Linked DNA regions of Mus musculus: region 2 is linked to region 1. A link is a contact called in public HiChIP or PLAC-seq data. All regions are on one chromosome and are shown on one strand. The core of a region is the stretch at or near the end of the contact, and the rest is flanking DNA. Distances in the headings are between cores, read along the strand shown.

The links. HiChIP or PLAC-seq counts read pairs in DNA pulled down with a chosen protein or histone mark.
Region 2: an HNF4G HiChIP or PLAC-seq map of pancreatic cancer cells shows a contact between it and region 1. The contact joins two enhancer-like sites. A contact is called at or near these places in 3 of 39 promoter capture datasets (embryonic stem cells, liver and pre-B cells), 3 of 484 Hi-C or Micro-C datasets (cardiomyocytes, cerebellum and microglia) and 3 of 115 datasets of contacts at active chromatin or transcription factors (microglia, neural progenitor cells and pancreatic cancer cells).

The regions. Positions count from the first base shown.
Region 1 is chr8:26,883,031-26,889,348 of GRCm38.p6, forward strand. No RefSeq gene overlaps it. Among named protein-coding and RNA genes, the nearest start is that of 2310008N11Rik, 62 kb to the left of the region's middle. Within about 2 kb of position 4,296, at least 104 of the 459 cell types and tissues checked have an H3K27ac peak or open chromatin away from gene starts, as enhancers often do. A contact at or near this core is called in microglia and pancreatic cancer cells, where this site is marked.
Region 2 is chr8:26,686,291-26,692,928 of GRCm38.p6, forward strand. All of the region lies in intron 2 of Gm32098 (a long non-coding RNA gene), which reads right to left. Among named protein-coding and RNA genes, the nearest start is that of Gm32098, 9.0 kb to the right of the region's middle. Within about 2 kb of position 3,846, at least 43 of the 459 cell types and tissues checked have an H3K27ac peak or open chromatin away from gene starts, as enhancers often do. A contact at or near this core is called in microglia and pancreatic cancer cells, where this site is marked.

The DNA.
Region 1 (6,318 bases), core at 3,046-5,545:
CTCTCACGTGACCCTTTCACAGAGGTCACCAAAGACATCAGAAAGCACCGATATTTACAACTCATAACAGTAGCAGAATTACAGTTATGAAGTAACCGCAAAAATAATTTTATGGTTGGGGGTCACTACAACATAAGGAACTGTATTAAAGGCTGGGAACCACTGCCTTTGGGTGTAGGAAGTTCTGAATGTGTTTACCTGACCCCTAATCATTTGTCTATGTAGGAAAAGATACACAGGACCAACACACACACACACACACATTCATGCACACATGTTGTACCCCTCTCCTGCCTTCCTCTGTGTCTCCCAAAGAAGGGCCCTGGGCTCCAGAAATGATCTAGGGATGAAGTGGCCGCAGTGGCTCCTAGGAAGACAGCTTGTTGGCAGAAATGGAAGCGGGCGGAATAGAGGACATGTTTTCCTTTGAGGGCCAAAAAGCTGTCAAGCCTCTTCAGCTGCCCTGGGACCTGACTGCCACCAAGAGGGATCAGCAGCCCAGTCTGTCCTGATCTCAGCTTCTAGCTTCTACCTAGAGAGCTGCTGCTCAGCCTTGAGCTCCAAGAGGTTTGAGGAGTGACCGTGGCCTTTGTCCTCCAGGGATAAAGGAGTCCAGGATGGGAGTCAGGTTATCTTCGTCCCTAAAGCCCTTGATGGCTGTGTGGGACCAAGAACCCTGGGGCCTAGAGATCCTCTGCTGGGGAAAATTCAAGGTCATTTGTGGAAGAGAGGAGAAAAGGGGATGGGCCGAGTCTGTGGAGCGCTGCCCTCGGAGTCACCTGTTTTTCTAAACATTATCCCCCTGTTTCTCTGCACCAGGATTTAGAGAGAAGAAAGGAGACCGAGACACTTGGAGCTGAGTCAGAAAGGAAGTGTGTGTGCCCAGCAGCCCTGGGGACTGTTATCCCTCCTTGCTGTTGATACTGTTGCTCTGAGTGACAGGGCTGGTTGGCTGCCTGGCTATGTTTTGTCCCTGCCCCCTCCCCCTTTCAGAACGGACAGAAGGCCAAGAGTCTCTACCTGTGTCACCAGTCTCACAGTTCTTCCCCTTGTCTTCAACTTGGCCCCCTCTGGGACAGCAGGAAATCCACCGCTCTTGCTGACTGAAGAGAAACCCCCAAGGGCATGTGCTGTGGTGCAGTCTGTAACCTGTGGTCTAAGAGCTCAAGGCCAGCCTGGGCTACATAGTTAGAGCCCCCCCCCCAAAAAAGGAAAGGAACCCTGGAAACAAAGCTACATCCAAGGCCAAAGAGGTTGCCTGAGATATCAACTCCCAGCCAATGCCAAAATCTGTTCTTTTCAGGACGGCAGCTTCTGCCATGTGCAGCCAGAGCCGTAGAAGAGCATTCTCTGAACAAATCCAGCAGGCAAGATCTCCGCCCTCCGGGATCCGGAGTGCGGAGAGACATCAGGAACTCTTGCAAAGAGCCCTAATAAACGTATAGCTACTCATCGTGCCTAACCAGCCAGGCGGTGGCCGACGAGAGGAAGAGAAATACATATTTGCTGAGCACCAAATTGGGTCTAATGACCCTGGCCTGTCTCACAGGGTCATCTTGAGAAATTGCTGATGTCTGAGGAAGAGCGTAAGCAGCTGTTCTCCATTTGTGCTCAACAAGAGAAAGGGGCCTTGAATTACAGCAGGAGGGAAGCAGGTTAAAACCCTCAGAAGAGCTTCCTGGCTCAGAGGCTTGTCGAGAGCACGGTAGTGCATTATCACGGGATCTCGGTAGACAGCCTCTTTCCAATGAGACTCTGAAGGGGAATAAGGGTGATGATCTGCCAGCAGGCTGCATCCGGAAATTTATTAGGTCATTGATCCTTTTTTCCTGGAGCTTTGGACTGTGTGCCCGTGAGCCCGGGCATTGCTGGGCACTAGATGACTTTGACAGCTCCTACCATCAAAAGAGCCAAGTATGGCGGCGCACAGATTTAACCCCAGCACTTGGGAGGCAGAAGCAGGTGGATCTCTGTGAGTTCAAGGACAGCTTGGTCTATGTAGTGAGTTCCAGTTTAGCCATGGCTACATTCTAAGACCTTGTTTCAAAAGAAGATGCTGGAAAAGAGAATCCCCCAAGGGTATCAGGGCCAACCTTCAAAACTTTGCTAGCAGTATTCAACCATAATAGGGAGAAGAGCCAGTAAGGAGATCAAAACAGATATTTAGAAGGCAACAGCCAGGAGTATTGCCCTTCAAGTCAGGTGAGCTGCCCCACAGTGCCAGCATGGGCAAACAGGTCTCTGGTCCTAACATGTAGAGTGAAAGGGAGACAACATAATCGGAGCATGTTATTGCCATGGAAGAATCCACCCATTTTACAGATGGGAAGGCTGAGGCCTGACCATATAGGCATGGGGCTTTACATAGTTACAGCTGCGTTATCTGGAAGAGGAAAATCCTGGTTAGGAGCCTGATGTCACTCATCAGCTCAGCAACCTCAGGAGAATCATTTAACAAGCTGCAGCCTTCCTAAACTTCCGCAGCATTGAGGAAGTTAAACCTCACACATGGGGTGCTGCCATCCACTCAGGGCCATAGAACAGTGACTGCTGTCCCACAGTCCTCGTTCTCTATCCTCTAGCCCTTCCTGTCAGCCTGTCTGCTGCAGGAAGTCGGTCCTGTGGATTCTCGGGCCACCAGAAACAGCAAAGCTGCCTACCAACACTGCTGTTTTTGCAGATTAGGAAATGGAGAGGGTGCAATCAGGCAAGCATGCTTGAGAAGGGGGACAGATGATGAGGCTGAGGCCAACTCTCTGTTGACCTTCCAAAGCAGCGGGTGTCTTCTGGGATCCCTGGCTAGCAGGACAATGGACTGTGCATGCACCTGAAAGCACAGTGGGACAAAGCAGGTCGTTGGCCCTAGGTCCTCAGCAGCCTCCATTTCCACAGGCCCGGGGCACTTGGCAGGTACCACTGAGCTATACCCCTAACCTTTGATTAACACACACACTGGAGGATTGCCACCATCCAGGGATGGAGGGCATCTGTTGGACAGTTTGCCTTCTCAGCCCCACCCTGAGATGGTCCTCTGTCTGCTCAGCCTCCTAGAACAAGACACACAGACACTGTCCTGAGCAGCCCTCCTTCCTGAAGTTCTGGGTGAGCCTTCCCAACTCAGTCAAGACATTCACAGTTACACATTTTACAGAGACAGAAATTGAGAGTCAGTGACGTCAGCCAACCTACCCTAGATACACAAGGAGATGAAGTGGCAAATCTAGAGAGTAAACCCCAGACCCTGAAGTTCTAAAGCCTCTGTTTTCCTGGGACAGCACCCCCAGTTTCCCATCATGCTTTTCTCTCCCAGTGCTTTTGAAGGTGCTTTCCAGTTTTGTTTGGTTTTGTTCTCTTGCTTCTTTACAGTTCCATAACCCCTTTGACGACTTTGCTTTGCTTCATTTTTTGGTTGTTACTGGGTTCTTTTGCAGTATTGAGATGGCCCCAGGACCTTGTGCGTGCTAGGCAAGCCTTCTTTCTGCCCCTGAGCTCTATGTCAACCTGGATTTCTGAGCTTCCGGGTCTGGCCTAATGAGTCCTCTGACCATCCCCTTACTCACCAACAGGATACTGCTCTGTCTACTGCATCACCCTCCGGGTCTGAGATACGCTTGCAAAATTGTTCTCTCTCAAGGGCCTGCCCATCCTAGGAAACCTGCCCTGTTTAATGTTGAGACACCGTCCCCACCCCCACCCAAGTGAGGGCCCAGGCTATAATGCCAGGCCTCCTGGAAATACCTCCAGGTTTTCAGAGCAATGGTAACACAGAGCGATTGACCTTCACTTTCCTTTTTCTAAGCTGAGGATATAAATGGGCACATCCCTAGGCTCTGTCTGCAATCCGATGAGTTAACACGGCAGAGTCTACTCATGGTTACTACACTGCACGTTGCTGAACAAAAGCAGATGCCTACGGGCCTTCAAATTTTTAAGTCACGGGACAGAAACCCAGTCACAGCTCAGCAAATTCTAAGACAGAAAAAGTAACTTCCTCCCAAAGTCAGAGTTATACCACGGAGTGTGAGCGTACAGCCCTTGAATACCTCTAAGGACGGGGACCTCACTGCCTATCAGGGAGATTATCCCACTATTAAGTACATTTTATTTTGTTGTATCCTTCAATCTGATACAGCTTCCACCTCCAGCCCCAAGTCCTGCTCCCTCCCCCTGACAGCTGAGGTCCACATTCTTCACACTCTACCCTGGGCAGCCCCGGCTGTGTAGGGTGATTCAGAGTGGTTTCCAGGGTAATGGAAACAAACCTGGCACATTCCTCTCGGTGCCTGCACCTTCCCTCTCCAAGCCTCAGGGCCAGCATACCAGTAAGCAGCCTTGCTGACAACTCCCAGGCCACACCGTTCAGCCTGGGGTGGGGCCTGGTGACAAAGCAGAGCAGACAGTAAGCTTCATGGATGTCCTCAGAGCACGTCCTAAATCAGGGGAGGGAGCTGCCTAGAGTCTGCCGTAATGCCACAGGACAGTCAGGGGGGCTGGGTGCAGGCTTATGGGTGTGCATCTGTAGGAGACATGAAGATGTCTTCAGGCCATTTTTAAGGGCTTCCAGTTCGGGGTTAAGTATTGCTATCTTGCTCCGTTCCTTCATGCAAGGAAAAGTTGATGGGAGAAATAAGACTTGCAAAGCTTGATGTGAATGGGGCTGGCAGACTTTTATGGTAGGGAGGGAACATACCAGGGAGACTGAAGTTTCTGGCAAATGAAAGACAGGGCATGACGGGTCAAGTCTGCCAGTCAAACTCCTCCGCCTCTCAGCCTGACTGCAGAGATTAAGGGCGAGATGACTAGAACTTGATACAGGGCCTGCCACACACCAAGCACTGCCCCTAAAACAACCTAGTTGAATTTGTTCAATCCCACCCACATTCTGAGAGAGGTGGCTGTGATCCTCATTCACAAATAAAAAGATTGGGTTGGAGAGAGGGGCTGCTGTCTGCCTAAAATCACATAGCTAGAAAGTGAAGTATCAAATCATTCCTACTGTAGGACCAGACCACACTCCCTCCTGGTGCTATACATGGCCTGAGGGCCCTAGCGTCAGGCTAGAAGTTAGTCCAAATATGCATACACATGCACGTGAGCACACATGTCTGTAGGTTCACAGAGTCTAGCCTGAAACCAGGGCCTTGGAGCAGGCTGCAGGAAAGCAAGCTGCATTGAGGTTAGGAACCTCAATGGGTTTCAACCAGTCCTTATACTCTGCCTTTCAGTTCCTCTCTGACCTTCAGTTCCTTCCTCTGTCAAGTGAAGGTACCAACACCCACCTTTCCTGTGTCTGGGCAATGAGTCACTATTTGTAAATAAGTCACAAATGTGGAGGAGCTGCAAAGAGTCTAGACAGGCCATGAGAGGCCAAGGCGTGGATGAGGAAAACCTTGGCTCAGTGTACCAACACACCTCTGTCATTACAGCCTTCGGGATGCTGAGGCTGGAGGATCTTGAACTCACAGCCCAGTCTGGGAAACAGAGTGACGTTTATCCCAAAAGAAGTGTTTTTAAATGGGGGGTGGGGGGTGGGGGGCGGGGGGGTGGCAGTGTTTCCAGGTGAAACTTTCCCAGCCTTTCCAAGGCAAAACAGGCTGGAAAACAGAAAGAAAACCAGACTGCGGTCTTCAGGGCTTCTCTGGGGCAGTTCCGGGTTTTCCCAGTTGTTTAGAGGTGTTAGGCTAAAGGTTCTAGGCTGCTCATTATTCCCTGAATCACTGTGCCGAAGGGCAGGGTGGACAGGGTCCAGCCTCCTTCCCGCTGGTGGCCTCAGAGGAGTCTCAGGAGTAGAAGTGAGCCCAAGTCACTGCAGCGCGTTCTGCAAAGGAGATGCAGGCCTTCCATGAACGACGCGGCGAGATTTGGAGGGAGGTGGTACTCTGTGTCTGCAAGAGGGCAAGAGAACAGACCTACAAAGAAGTGGCAGACTTTATCTTCCACGCCTAAGGCCCAAGCCCCATCACACATCAACATGTCTGTACCCAACGTGTGAAACACACCTCCTAAACAGAACTGTTTTCATTCCGCAATTAGGCTGGAAAGAGAGAGAAATAGAGAGACAGACAGACTCCACTGGTATCTGGCAAATGCCAGGGGTTCCTCTCTTGCTAGACGCTCAGGGGGCCTGCTGGTTTATCAGCAAGGATCTGGGATGTTGCCTTCCATCCCACTGTGGAAAGAGACAGAAAACCTACATGCAGCCAGCTCAGCTGCTGTCACCAGACACCTGCCATGAACAGGTCCCCGGGGAGACAGGAGGATGGATTGCTGCAGCCCCTACTCAGGGGATTGGCTGTCAAGTCTAGGTGGGGGTAGAAA
Region 2 (6,638 bases), core at 2,596-5,095, 200 kb before region 1:
TGTCAAGACTGGCTTGAGATGATACACTTTAACGGTGTGCCCTGCCTGGTAGATGTCGCCTGTCCTCAGATGGTGGTCATGATTATAGCCACTGGGACAGATAGAAGAGGCTGGCCACTTGTGAGCTAGGTAGGCTTAGGTCATCACCTGCCACTCTGGGCTGCTGCAGTTCCTTCATTGGTGAAATGTACGAGAGGAGAAACCTACTCTAAAGGTTTTCTATGAGGATTCAATGAAGTAGCAAGAACCATCGATGGTGGCCCTGGAGTGTTCCTCAATAGTGACACATTAGCAAGCAAGTGAGGAGAATGCAAAGATGAACCAAGAAGACTCAATATGTCTGAACACCACTGGGGAGTCGGGGGAGGCATCTGGGGCCAGTGCACATTTGAAGGTGTTTCCTGAAAACCCCACACCTTCCAGAGGAGTGTGCTGGCCTTTTGTGTCTCTTCTATCTCCTTTCTGCCCATGTCACAAGGTGCTGGGACACTTGCAACTTAGGTCTAGAGTGCCCTTGTCATCTGCTCATATAAATGATGCCATCCTTACTAGTAAGCTAAAACAAAGGTGCCAAGTGGCAGGGTTAGCACCAAGAGTTCAAGCACAAGTGTTTTCTATGAGAGGTCAAAGTTCACCTCATATGGGCACCTGGGCTAATAGCTATGGATTAAGGGAGACCACACAATCAATTTTGCTGGCTTTTTTCATTCCTGGTAAGCTTCCTACTCCTTGTGCTCTTTGATTGTAAAAGCATTCCTCTTCTGCTTTGGGGAATTCAAATTCCTTTGCATCTGCGTTCACACCCCAGAGCAGTGTGGTACTCCTTTTATTTCTGCTAAGTGCTTCCCAAGGAAGGGCCATCTCTGAACAATAGCCTAAGTCATCTTTGGGCATGTATGGCATTGGTTGTTTTGGTGTTTGTTTGTATTTCCTCTTTTGAAGATGGCTTTTTTGTTTTCTTGTTTTCTATTTTTGAAAGTGGCTTGGTTGCATTCTGCTGCTGGGCCAGAAGGGGGAGGCTGAGGGAAGAGGATTCCTGTATATGGAGGGAGGAGAAACTTGGAAAAGGAGGAGGGAGGAATAAGGGGATCTGGGGAAGAGTGAGGAGAGGGGAGGACTGAATGAAGCAGATTCCTAAGAATCTGTGAGGAAATCAGCTTGGGGGAGAGCAATGAGGAGGGGGAAGGTAGTGAGGGTAGAAGAGTTGGGGGATACATAGAAAGAAAGGGAGGAGTGGGGGAAGGAGATGGGGAGGAGGGGAGGAATGGGGGAGGGGGAGGAAAGGGGGGGAAAGGGGAGGAGTGGGAAAGAGAAGTGAGGGGAAAGAGGAGTGGGGGAAGGGGATGGAAAGGAGGGAGAGGAGGGGGAGAAGGGAGGGGAGGAGTGGAAGGAGAGGAGTGAGGGGAAAAGGGAGGAGTGGGAGGAGGGGAGGAGTGGGAGGAGGGGGAAGAGTAGGGGGAGGGGAGGAGTGGAGGAGAGTCACTGAGAGAAATGGGGAAGTTAGGAAGACAGGGGAAGAGGAGGGTATGAAATCTAAATAATTATAATAAAATAATAATTGCAGCCATCCCTTTCCTGTGCTCCATGCTCTACATACATAGCGGCACTTAATCTTCACAACAACTCCAGGAGGTAGGTATTAATATCCCCATTTTTCAGATGAGGAAGTCAAAATGCCAGGAACAAAAAGCCTTCAAACTTTCAATTTGTGCACTAATTTCCAGGCAGCCGGTTTGCCAGGCTCTCCCCAGTCATTTCATAAGTAAATACTGGCAGCCTGGATTTTTTTTTTTTTAATTTTTAATGTTCACTATTCCAAGCTGCGGGTCAGTAACAGAATACGTGGGAAGTCTTTAGAAACAGCAATGAGAGCTTTGGAAATGGCACCACTGAAAACCACTGCTTCCACACTGGGCTTCATTCAGAGTTCAAGGCTGTACATTTTTCTCCCACACAAATTCAACAGAACGAGAAACCACAGGAATTGAGTGTTTTCCAGGTCTGATCTGGGGAGTCTGAACTTTCAGAAACAAGCACCAGGAGAAATATATTTGAAACTACTTCTCTAAACAAAACAAAACAAAACAAAACAAAACAAAACAAAACAAAACAAAACCCCGTAACCTCTCAGCTTCCAGGCTTCTGGGTCTTTGAACAGCTTGGGACTTTTAGCATACACCACATCGCTGGTGGCAGTGAGCAAAGAGTCAACAGTATAGACATTGTGGTCAAGTTCCTGATGGGACTTAGACTTGTTAGAATCTTCCAATTCAGGCACTTGTTTTTATCCAGATCAGGTATCACGACCAAACACCTCCAGCCCTGTTCCTCCACAAACTCCACAGATGGCTTCTAAGCTCTGGGAGTGTCCAAATCCCTGTATCTCTGTTACCAGACTGCGTGTGCTCCCCGTATATACCCTACAGGGCTTTCTATAAAGTAAGTATCCTGAAGGAATAGATAAATGAACTGCACAGTCTGTCTTGCTCTACGCTTAAGGTTTGAGGTTTTACGGGGGGGGGGGGGATGCGTATCCTTTTCCCCCACTGTATTTCAATTGAATTTGTCAAGAGCCTCTGTGTTGTATTTTTCCAACATGAATCACTGATGATCTAACAAATTAATTACCCATCCATCCTGCCCTGTTTGAGTGAGGTCATGGGAGAATGGATGGGTTCTGCTGACCTCCTCTGGACTGGAATGTCACAGCCCCCATTTAAGGACTCAAGTTCAATACCAAAATTGCCAGTTTAGGTTAGAATCAGACCTAAATGTATCTTATTATACACAGAGGCGCACAAATGCAATATGTCATCTTTAATGGTTCAGAACAGAGCCTAAAAAAATAGTGTCCTAGCCCAGATGAGTTTTATAGCCTTTGATATATGGCTTTCATTATTAACAATAATTTCTGTAACTGCATCCAAATTCGGGAGGACACATGATGAATATTAATTGTATTTTTTTATTTATTTTCTGCTCCCACTGGCTCCCTCTAGGGCAGACCTGCAGCCCCAGTGTCTTGGTCAGCCCTGAGATCTTACATTGTCCTGTGTGGGATTCTCATGATTCTGGGCACAGCCTACTTCTGCTTCTAAGAGTATCATGCACTGAATTTTTTTTTCTTTTTCACTGGAGAACAGGGCCTCTACTCACTGGGTTTTCTTAGCTCCTTTTATTTTACAAAGATTCCCCCCTCACACACCCTTTGTCATTATATTAAAATCTAATTGCAAGACGACTCTCCTCACCTAAGTCATCAACAAAGACCAATTATTTCTAATGCATGCAGAAGCAGGGGACGTGTGGAACAATAAAAAGGCATGCGGTAACCTAAGCCTTTTTCACAGTCAGGCTTCAAGTTCACATGTGAATTTATGCCAGTTTTGACATTAGCCGAAAAAATTAACAGTTCTCAAAAATGAAACTCTCACAAAAGGGGTTTTGTGTTTCAAGCAGAATAAATTATAGTGTGATGTTATTAAAACACTTAGTTGTTAAGTTGCCAAGAAAATCCAGTATATTCACACAGACTCGAGGACCTGTCTCCATGCAAAGTAATTAAATTAGATTTATGGGCTGCATTACATCAGTGTTTGATAGTTCATTTTTCCTTTCTTCATATTTTGCCCTGCTTTATTAGAGCATGTGACAGATGGTAAAAATAGTGTGAAGTTTCTTGGCCCTGTGCTAAATCCCCTTTCGGTTGTATATCTCTCTCCTGTCAGCTCTCCCCAGCGATGATAAATTAACCTCTCTCTTTGTATCCCAAGTGTGGCAGTAAAGCTCTCTTTTGACACAGCACTATCACTTCATCTTAATCTGTGCTGTTTCGAGGAGAGAGGAAGATGTTGCAATCGCTACCACGAGTTTAAAGAGAAGATTTATTGTGTCAGAAAAAGGGAGGATGATTAATATAATATGCATCATTATATTTTTCATTTCGTCTCATTTGTTGCCTTCTAGTTCGCAGGGGTGGGCCACCTTCCAGATTGGCATTAGCCTCCAGCCCTGCCTAGTGGGCTGAGCCTGGGGCTAGCAGGAAGAAGGTGACCATCTCCCTTCTACCCTTACCACACCACTGTGGAAGAAGTCCGGGTTTTCTCTCTGGTGACTGGAGCCAGCTTCTTGCCTTTACCAAAGATCAGCAGCACCTGGGTTGACTGACCCAAGCCTGCCTTGTAAGCAGGGGACATAAATAAGGTTGCAAGCTATTGTTTGAGGTGCACCACAAAACTAAACAAGAGGTGAGGTCATCAAAGTCCCCGGAGACACCGCTGGCAGGAACAGAAGAAACGGTGTCATAGGAATGTCTGAGCAAGGAGAAACATATTGTTATGATTATTTCTCTTATTTATAATAAAGCTAAAGTCTCTTTGAGCTGCTCCTTGGCTGTGAATTGCTTACATCTGTAAACTGACTTTATTTATTCTGCTCAAAAGGCTTTCATTAAATATCACATACTTGACAGATACCATGCATGCAAAAGATGAATTGAAAAATCTCTCCTGCTCTAGACTGTGGATACCCATTGGCCTACTACAGAGCCTGTCTCACTTTCCCACCTCCTGGCACTCAGGGTACCAGATAGGGAGTCAACCCAAGGAGAAATCCCTACAACAGGAAGGTTCTTCAATCACAGAGACCAGAAGCATTGCTGATTCTATGAGCATAACTAGAAATGTGATGGGAAAATAGTCAAAGCACAATGAGTGACCACAATCCAGTCTTTCTGATGGAAAAACCTAGATTGTTCAGAATTTGCTGCAAATGAGGTAACCGTATTCCAGACAATTGAAGTATCTTCATCCGATACTAGAAGGACCAAAGAGCAGCCCTGACCTACATATTCTTACCTACTCACCCACTGCTTCCCATCTCACCCCTCTAGGGTGCCATCTGCCCTCTCACCCAAGAAGGGCATGACACCTGTGTTTGTAGTCTGGGCTGTACTTTGTGGCCTTAGTTGGTAATTGATGGGACCGGACATGTGCTCATCAGGATTTTTTTTCTACTGGTAATACGAAACAGAGGGAGAAAAGCAGCTAATGGGCAGGAAAGAGAATGAGCGAATTCAAGACATGAGATGGCTACAAAATGCTGTAAGAACACAAAACGGGGATGCTATGGCAGAGGCAGATGTGAAAGACTGAAGACAAAAGATGCAATAAGGACTTCCTGGGCCCCGATGCAGTCTTCCATACACTCCTGTTCTTAGGACCCACCTTGGGTCTTTCAAATAAACCACCCTTCATTGCTTTGGTTTTTACGATTTTTTTAAATGATGTGCCTACGTGGGCTGTGTGCACATGAATGCAGATGCCTGTGGAAGCCAGAAGAGGTCGTCGGATCAACCAGCGCTAGAGGTACAGGCAATTGGGAGCCATCCCTGGTGGGTGCCAGGAACCAGACGCAGACCTCTGCAAGAGCAATAGTCACTCTTCACACTGAGCTACTGCACCGGCCACACATTTTGTTCTTCAAGCAACCTCTCTATTTTCTGTTTCTTGTAGCTTAGTCTTGGAGCACCTCTGTTTCCTACAAGTCCTTAGCACCATTCTTCTCTTCCACCCAAACTGATTTCTTTTGCATCACACAACCATGCCTTGGATGGGCCTATATTCTCAATGTCCCTTTACCCCAAATGTTCTCTCTCTCTTTCCCAGGATCAACACTGCCTGTCTTGGGTGCCTCCTGGAAATTGCTCCAGCCTTTGCTAATTATCTCTCCCTTGGGTTTCTCTTAAATAATCTATAAAACAGCATTTAACAACTAATTGTATTCTGTAATGTATGTTGTATTATGATACTAACCTTGTCTCCCCTGCTCAAACAAAAACCTGTGAGTTTGTGAAGGGCAGCAATGAGCCTAGCATTGTCAGTGCTAACACCTGAGGCAGGGGATGCATCCCTCAGATGGATTCCTGCATCTAGTGCTGCTGAGAAGAAGGAGATAAAAAAGCAGGAAAGCTGTAGTTTAGATAGAGCCAGAAGTGTCCTCTGCCTCTTGCTTCTCCTCTGTACTATAGAGTTTTCCTCTCTGAAGTGAACAGGGTATATGACCCCATGTTCAGCAGGATGACAGAGCAAAAACACTGCCCTGGGACACGAGAACTGTGGTTCCATTTACAAGACGATCAAATTTATGACTGCCAGAAAGGAAAAAAAATTAGGGTCCTCTAGCAGCGATCTGGGGTGATATGTCTCAACCCAAACTTTGGATGAACTAAGCATGATTTCAACTTAATTTCGGAAATCTAAATATATGGAATGCATTAGCTGATTTTATTTTTGGCAGCAGACTTAACCATTCTAATCATGTTTTGCTCCAGCGAATTTTAAAATTAGTTTGCATTTCCTAAGCACACATCAGCTGAGGGCTAGGAGGAGGAGAAGCGAGGGGGGATGCTAGAACACTTGGTGGAGATTAAAACTTTCTTGGCAGATGCTTCATCAAATGGATAATCCACATAAGGTATATGGAAGCTGACTCGAGTTGAGGTCTTGGGCCTGGAAGGATGTGATTGGAAAATGAGTGTTGTTCCACCGACTCATGTAATAATAAAGTGTTGAGCTGAGGTAGAAGGAAGGTGCCACTGACTGCCTGCATTTCTTCTGGAAAAAGCTCTTGGCTAGATA